Linked DNA regions of Arabidopsis thaliana: region 1 is linked to region 2. The links are chromatin contacts, called in public capture Hi-C maps. All regions are on one chromosome and are shown on one strand. The core of a region is the stretch at or near the end of the contact, and the rest is flanking DNA. Distances in the headings are between cores, read along the strand shown.

Evidence for each region. Capture Hi-C pulls out chosen DNA fragments and counts their contacts.
Region 1: a capture Hi-C map of root shows a contact between it and region 2, with 3 times the contacts expected there. A contact is called at or near these places in 1 of 26 Hi-C or Micro-C datasets (root) and 2 of 3 other capture datasets (root and shoot).

The regions. Positions count from the first base shown.
Region 1 is chr3:8,178,862-8,183,397 of TAIR10.1, forward strand. It overlaps IAA2 (indole-3-acetic acid inducible 2), which reads right to left and starts at 3,234. Exons shown (of 2, transcript NM_001338609.1): 1 at 2,652-3,234; 2 at 1,785-2,559. The coding sequence starts at 3,085. The coding sequence ends at 2,208. AT3G23020 (Tetratricopeptide repeat (TPR)-like superfamily protein) reads right to left here and starts at 1,261. Exons shown (of 1, transcript NM_113202.2): 1 at 1-1,261. The coding sequence starts at 882.
Region 2 is chr3:8,072,347-8,076,777 of TAIR10.1, forward strand. CLL1 (allergen-like protein) reads right to left here and starts at 1,832. Exons shown (of 2, transcript NM_113181.4): 1 at 1,631-1,832; 2 at 912-1,343. The coding sequence starts at 1,715. The coding sequence ends at 1,105.

The DNA of each region.
Region 1 (4,536 bases), core at 1,984-4,483, 110 kb after region 2:
AACATGTGAATCCGCCTTGTTTTCGTCACACGACCATTTCTTGAAAAACTCCTCTGCTTTTTGAAACTCTCTTGCCTTCTTATACATTTGAAGAACAATCCCTGTTGTTACTTCATCAGGCTGCATCCCAATCTTACTCATCTTCCCTAACCAACAAAGCGCATGTACTTTAAGCCCGCCTTTGCTATAAACATCGATGAGAGTCCCATACGTCGAATTAATCGGCTTGATACCTTTCCTAATCATTTCATCCCATAAACTCTGTACATACCTCCACTTACAAGCTTTCCCAAGTATCCTGAGCATGATATTATAATGAATCACATTCAATTCATAGCAACCTTTACTCTTAAACCATTCGAATATCTCCACCGCTCTCTCCCAATGTATCTGCTCCTTTAATATAATCGTTCTCTCCTTGTTACTAAGCCTCTCTGCCCACGGACTCAACGCATCTTCAACATCTTCAATACTATCCAAAGCTTCTAAAATAGCGGGAATACATCCTCCGTAACTCAGACGTTTCGTCGAACACTTGGTGTGCACTTCACTAACCAAACCATTCCCACCAAATCTCGCATCTTTACTTCTCTTATCAACAAACCCATCAATGATCCCTGATTTTCCGACGCAACCATTACTTGGGTTTACTAAAAGTAAGTTTTTTCCGGCGACAACTTCATGAGCAACGGTACCACAACCTCTGTCGCCATTTCTGGTGCTTCTCTGTGGTCCTTTGTCACTCTCGTGAGTTCCTGGTACGTAATTCTGCTTCAATTTCTTGAAAGATGGGAATTTATCGAGAGGCGAAGAAATCGGTAAGGTTTTTGTAGAACAGAGAACATGTAAGCTACTTCCATCTAGACGAAGATTCAACAACATTTTTCAACTGCAACGAGCATTAGTTTATTCACTAGAGAAAAGGAAAAGAATTTGCACCGCCAATTGCGACGAAGGTGGTATATACTTCTCCGGCGAACGTGATTCTCTGTAAAATTCTGACGAGATTTTTTTCTGGCGTTGTTGCTAATGGATAAAATTGCGCGCGCAAAGGTCCTTTGTCCGATTGGAAAGAGAATACATTTGAGGATTAAATTGATAATTTCGTAATAGTTTAAGCCCTTAAAGGAAATAAAAAGCTGTAAACTCCTGAAGTTTTATTTATTTATAGAAAACAACTCTTTATATATTTGATTTCCAAATAATCCCAAAACCTTGATCATATGCACATAAGAACCCTATTAGAAGAGAAATGATTTTTTATTACTTGGTTCACATAATGAAAAAAACATACTTGAAAACTAGTCATTGGCGTTCGGTATTTTGGTTCAGTTCCGGTTCGAGAACTTCCCATGAGCCCTTTTGTAGTCTAAAAATCTATAATCTTAAATTGTGTTTTATTAATATTATTATGTTTTTATGTAATATTAATAACCTTTACCCTAGAAAAACTAATATTATTTTCTCAGTTTTATTATATTAAATTGTGTTTTTCAATTTCATATGTTATCAGACTTATATTATTATGTAATATTTTTTTACAATTGGTTGAATTGTTTAGGTTAGATATTAATTTCTGTTTTTAATATAACAAAATTATTACATAATAATTCTTGCAGTTTAGCTAAAACATCTAATAAGCTGAAGAGACAGAGTCATTTACAATTCATCAAAAAGAAAAATTGTTTTTGAAATCTTTTGATCGACAAGGCCTATCTATAGAATTGTGGATGTGTTTTGGGAAGGCATTATAGAAAATTTGTCTCATGTGGTGGTAAATGTTTTGCTGAATAAGTAAATAATAACCTTGGTTAAACTTTAAACAAAAAAAAAAGTTAATAAATAACCTTGGCTAAACAAATGTGTATAAGTTTCTGAAATTTAAAATATTATGTTCGTGATCAAGAACAGAAAACTGATGATCTTATAGGACATAACTACTTAATACATTATACATCTATAGATTGTGTATGTGTCCGTATTATACATAAAATCTCATGTATCTTTACATCAAACTTCAAATCTAAATACAAAAACAAAAAGAACATCACTAGAGATGGATCTCTCGTCGGACAAAACCCCGAAGTTTCGTCTTTCACGGTCAACTTTAGTCAAACTCCGATCCGAATCAAACCAAAAAGGGTTTTTCATTCATCGATCATAGTCATCATCTCCTTTTTAGACAAAAGATTCTCAGCTTCTCTGGATCATAAGGAAGAGTCTAGAGCAGGAGCGTCGGATCCCTTCATGATTCTGAGTCTCTTACAAGAAGAAGAGAACATGTCCCATGGAACATCACCAACCAACATCCAGTCACCATCTTTATCTTCGTATGTTGGTACAAATCCAGATCCTTTGTATCCTTCTCTCTCACAATATTCACCAATCATGACTTTGAACATATTCTCTAACGCTTTGAGAAGCTCGGGGTAGTTTTTGTATGTCTTGAGATCGATCTTGCGAAGGTAAGGAGCTCCGTCCATACTCACTTTCACGTAGCTCACACTGTTGTTGTTCTTACGGGAAGATCTCACTGGTGGCCAACCAACGATTTGAGTTCTGTAAATTTGAGGAAAGAAAGATTAGTAAAACTATTCAAGAGCCAATAATTTGAAAGAAGCCAATTTGAAACTCAGATCTCTTCTACTTACTTGGTAGGAGGTGTAGATTCTTCTTCATCACGAGTTTCCTCAAATAGACGCTTGTTGTTACTTTTAACGCAAGAAACCTCTTGTTCTTCTTTGATCTTCTCTGTTCTTCCGGGTAATCCAAGACATAGCTCTGTGTCCTTAAGGTTAAGCTCGTTGACTTTCTCGTACGCCATTGCTTTTGGATCAATATCAATCTTTGTGTTTCCTTCTTGTGTGTTTTCTTGGGTACTTTGTTCTTCTTGTCTTGTTCTTCTTCTTCTTGTTCTTGTTCTTGGTGAGCTGGTTGATGAGTTTTGGAGAAAAGGGGAGAGAGATATATATAAAGGAGCATCGAAGTTAGGGTTAAAGGAAGAGAGAGAAGTGTTGTCGGAAGCATGAAAGGCAAGAAAGAGGCAAGGGGACAAAAGTGGGACACGAAGCTTGAGGCCGCCCATGTGGACACGACTCTTTTGTTTAATTATTCCACGCTCCTCTTTTCCCTCCGCCAACTTTGTTTACGTTAACATCTTAGCCGTCCATCTCTATTGCCTCTTCTTTTTCTTTCAAAGGATGTATAATAATTATAACGAAAGAATATAAAAATGAATGAAATGATGAGAATTCTATCGGCCGACCCGGAATAAAAGCAAACAGAGAAAATATAAATAAAGTAAAGACTAAAGAGGTGTATTATAATAACATTTATTTACTGTTTCTTAAAGGTTTCTTCTTCTCTTTTTGAAAGTGTATAGTGCAGGTTATAAAGAAAATATCAAGTGCTAATGATTGTTAATCCATTTGTTGCATAATAGATATTCTTAATATATATTTAAATATAATGTGTTGTCTTAAAATTTGATGTGAAAGTTGATTATTATTTTTAGTTTACTTCTATTGATTTATTAATTTTTAACTTAAAAGATTAATAGATGTTTTGAAAGTATGATGTAAAAATTTCGATTCAGAAGAAAAAACGTATGGTGTAAAAAATGGTTAAAAGGACACTTATGTCAAATAAAGTACTATTTTATTGAATCCTGATTCCAAAATGAAGATTATTTAGAGTTTCCAAGTACTCTTATGTGTTACGAACTATTGAATGTGCATAAGTTGAATTTTATCATTTTTGCTCGTAGATGTAATTTGATTAATAAAGAAATATTAGTTTTATGGTTAAATCTCAGATAATATCGAATATTAAACGTTACATATTTGTCTTGCGAAGACATATTTATGCGTGGCATTTTGTATATTGTGAGTTGGAAAATGTTATAACATTTTGTGTGTAGATTTTGATTTTATAATAGGAGACGAAGACCCATGTGGATAAGGGTCAAATGTGTTGGTAATTGATAGAGGAATGGTAAAGCCATGTGCTTTCTTATGTGTATGTCTCTTTTAATTATTCATTTCCCTTCAAAATGGGTTGTGGGGGAGAGAGGTTCCACGTGCTATGTATTCATTGAATCATAAAACTTAAAAGAATGAACCAAAAAGTGGTAATTAATTTCTCCCCATAGATTACGCTTAACTATGTGCATTTAGCTTCTAATCCGCATGCGATTTGATGTTAACGTTAGGCTTTATTCAATGGATTTACCAATTTTGGATATTATTTGTTTTCTCTTCTTTTAAGATAAAGATTCCTTCTATGTTCTTGCCCCTTCCATCACCAAAAGATTAGATAAGTAAAAGCGATGCAAGATACGTTGCCTCTCTTCTTATAAGTAAATAATTTAGAGGTTCTGATTGTCAGAGTTTTATGTATTATTTCCAGTTAATAACGAACTCATGCAATGTATTTTCTCACAAACTGAGAGATGCACGAATGAATACCATTTGTCTGTTAAATATTGCACGAATGAATACTAAAGGTTAACCATTTACAGATTTCTAGAATCACTTA
Region 2 (4,431 bases), core at 582-3,081:
ATAAATATTTTTTTTTGTGGTAAAAACCAATCATGTGTTTGGTTTTAAAAACAATCATGTGTTTGAGTTAGTGTTCGTACGTATGACATGTTAGGAGCAAATCATAGAAGAATACACATTCCAAATGGCTACACCTACACATTCCAAATGGCTACACACATTATACAGTATACACAGTTTTTTTCACCTTTATTTCCTTATCTCTTGAATGAAATTAAATGTACATATATACTACATTTACTTTCAATTTTGTTTCCGTTCAATTTAATGAATTACTTAATCTGGCAAGAACAAATAGTAGAAACAGGCCCCGCTTGCATGTGAAAAAACTGACTTTGACTTGGAAGATAAATTAAAAGCTTAAGTTGTGTAAGACCAACTCGTGTGTTTCGTACGCCTGCGCCTTGGTTTATGTGCACAACTTAGAAAATTGTTTCCCATTGCATTACGTAACATACCAACACCACACGATTGCTAGAAGCATTTCCCAAAAGAATATATGTTTCATGCAAAAATCTGCTCCAGTTGTTATTATAGTGTACAAGATATTAGAAATATGTGTACAGCCAAAAGTATATCTTCTCCGTAGTTCAACCAGAAAAAAAAAACATTACAATTTAAAAGAGAATTTCCAAAATTTTGAGTTCGACATGTCTGAAAGAAAAATAGACTAAATAATGGATTAATAAACTACTACACACGACAAGTAATGGCCTAATGGCTAATGGCAAATGGGTATCGAGGGACCAATTAAAACCTATGGGTCCGAAACACATGAGCCGACTAATAAATCAAGAGGGGTTGGTCTGAAAATAGGGGGGCAAACGCACTTAATAAGGAATGATATGTGTATTGTAATGATCATACATTTTTTTGATAAGGTTATATATCTATATATAACTATTACTATCATATTTTTCCATGTGTTAAAAACTGTTATGATCATATTATAACTTTTAAACAAAATATTGCCTCAAAGCTAACCAGTAAAAACCAATTAGTAAGGAGGACAAAATTAATCCCGAGGAAAAGAAAAAGCTAACAAAAAGTTCACTAATTGTTGAAGAATTAATTAAGTTAGGTCATGAAGATCTGTTTTTGGTTTTAGGGCATGAAGAGTTTGTTGCCACACTTGCAGCGCCAAGCTTCAGGGTAATACTCCAGTGGCATAATCAGACCTGGTTGAATCGGAACGTGAACTGCTTTACAAGGCTCACATTTCCCACACTTCAATCTACACATCGGAGGCACCGAGCCAGGTCCCCCTAACCGCTTCTGATCTACAATCTGACCCGGTAAACCCGACCTAGCTATCTCCTTCTTCCCCTGCCCAAGCCCTCCACCTGGTTTAACGACAGAGTAAATTCATGACTACTAGTAAATAGGCAAAAGAAACAAAAAATGGGGTTTTCACTTTTTCTCCTTCATTTCTTCTTTTGTTTAAGCAACAAAACATTTTGCTTAGTTGAGTATGCAATTGTTAGAAGTTAAGATCTTTTAGGTTCCTATTCCACACATAACTATACAGAAAAAACGGTTCCATATAGATTTTTTTTTCAAAACAAACAAACTATGCTATGTAGATAAAACATGATAGTAGATAAAAGAGTTTAAAGAAGTGGGTTCTTACTGGGACGTTGAAGAGAGGCGGCGGAGGACGACGAGAAGAAGAGAAGGAAAGCATAAACGATGAGAGTTGGGAGGACGACGCCCATTAGCCAGGACCGGTGAGGAGTGTTTTTGTCTTTAGGTTTAGGAATTTTGGGTAAAGTGGTCCAAAGTCAAAGAGACATGTAAAAGAGAGTAATGAATAAAGAGAGAGAAAGAGTGTATGAATAATCAAACCCCCATCTTCAATCATTGTCATTTTTATGTAGCGATGAAATTAATCTAAGTTTCATAAGCTAAGATAAATATAAATATAAATAATATATTAGAGTTATTGTTAATCTTTCTAAACTTCATTATTAATATTTATCGATATTTTTCTAAACTCATATATTTTAACTATATTTTAAAACTCTTAAGGTAAAAAATATGGGATGTTTAATGGGAATAAAGATGTCATAGCCGTACAAAGACGTAATCACATTAGTTTTTTTTTGTTTTTTTTGTTTTTGTAACCCGATTCAACTTAATTAAATTGGTTAGATCTTTGATCCGAAAAACTTCTATATGGCTAAGTTCTTGCAACATAATTGAGTTTTTTTTGTTCATCTAAATTTTATTAAGAATCAAGAGAATGATACAAGTTGAAACTACATATGCCGGCAGATGACTAAAAATGTCTCCAAAAACTTAGTCCAAAAGAAAAAAGCATTGCTCCAACAGGGAAAACTAATTTACACTAACCTTAAAATATAACAAAAAAAAAATGTCTATAAAGGAACAACCACATCAGAAAGGTTGAAACCTAAGCGCTATAATTGAACAAAGGAAAGTTTACCACATAAGTAGTCGATATTTTGTATACATTTGCAATGAACCAAATTAAATCAATGGTATACATATATGATATATAGATCAATGTATACTTTTATCTTTTATTTTTATTAGGAATAAACGGACTAAAAAGTAACAACTATTGATTGAGTGATCCACACTCCAACCAATTAGATTCGACAATCCAATATACAGAAAGACAAACTAATTAAATTCACTCCAGAGAAGACCAAGGGCGTTCGATCTTCCACATTTACTTCCACATGGGCTCTTTTAATTCTCTTTAGTACATATATATTTTATATAAACTATATCTGGACTACCATTATAAATTATACATTAAATGAACGAATAATTTCAGGTGAAAATCTCACTCATTCTTATTTTACATTCTTTGGTGATCAGGTTCTGAATAGAATGCTAAAAACTGGAGAGAATTCAAACCCATGGATCAGGGATTTACAAACGAAAATTAAATCAATCTATTTAAATATGAAAAAAAGAAAGAAAAAAAGATAGACTAGTGATCAATTTAATGAGTGTGGCGCAGGTTGGGCTTTCTGGATAATAATTATTGGTGGTCTAGTCTTTTATGTGTTATTTTCTTACAATTACTTTGGAAGAAGAGGCCAACAATATATGAAATGGGTCTGAGCCCAATATATACGCGTTTCTGAAGTCTGCCAAGATATTCTATTGTGGACGACTAAACTACAAGACAATAGTTTGATACATGTTAAGCGAGATCTCAATTTACTAGCCAAAACAATTTCCACAAATGTTCAGTTTCCCTCAAGTTGTTTTGTTCCATCTAATTTTTTAACAGATACTTTACATGGAGACTACGTATTTTCACAATCAAAATATATATATTTAGCTTTGTAGGAACAAAAAACATATATATTGGGATTTAGAAAAATATAAGAAAGTCATAAGTCAGCATCAGAAAAATGAATATCATATAGTGAGTGACACTGAACTCACTTATTTCTATATCTTCCCTTTCCATCTTTCAATATTTATTTTTCTTTGTCTTAAAACTGTAAAGTGTAAACTATCAATAGATATAAGAAAACTTATTAGTTTCTAATATTAATATTGATACATTATTAAAAAGTACTCCCAAAGTATATAATGGAAGCTTACTTGGTTTAAGTGGACTTGTTGTATCCACCAATATCACTTGATAATCAACCTTCAACCCTAATTTTGAAGGGGGAAAAAACATAAAATTTATTCTTAATTAGTGAAATCCACATATTACAAGGAAACTTGGCTCATTGAGTGCTTCACAGCTAAAAGGCTGGATCGAACCAGTGATGTCTCAGTTTAAATGAATCTGTCTATCTCACTAAGTAACTATGCATGCAAATAAAAAAGAGTTGTCTTTAAACATCTAAAATGAAGTTGGATCTGTGCGGCTAATGTTGTTCGATGTTGGAATATTGACTTTGTTATGAGCCACTAATTTATTATTTTGACTCGTGGATTCGGATTAAACATTGTATAAACTCAATTTCCTAAGCTAATATTAGTATTATACCTTTTTACTCTGCTAAAAAAGTTAATGAACAAACTATTTTCTCAATAAATTTAAAATTTATATTATAATTTCACTAATATTCGATGAACAAAGATTAATAATATATATATAAAGAATTAGTTAAGTTTATTTCACTGTAATTACTTCATGAGTCGATGTAATTTGCCAATTCTATCTAGGATGATATAAATGTTTTGAGCTATTTGAGTCAAATGATCAACTCATATGTATTTCTTTCTATATGTATAACTGATTATGAAGAATAATCTCAACATATTTTACCAAAAAAAGTCATGTACGTCAAGTCGTGAAGGACCAAGCTGTTGAATTAATATCATTTTCATATCATATACTTGTAACGTACAAGGACCATTCGTTTGAAGTTTGGCTATATATTACTTAATGAAAGATACATATTTCGAGTTTTGCCAACATTAAAATATTTG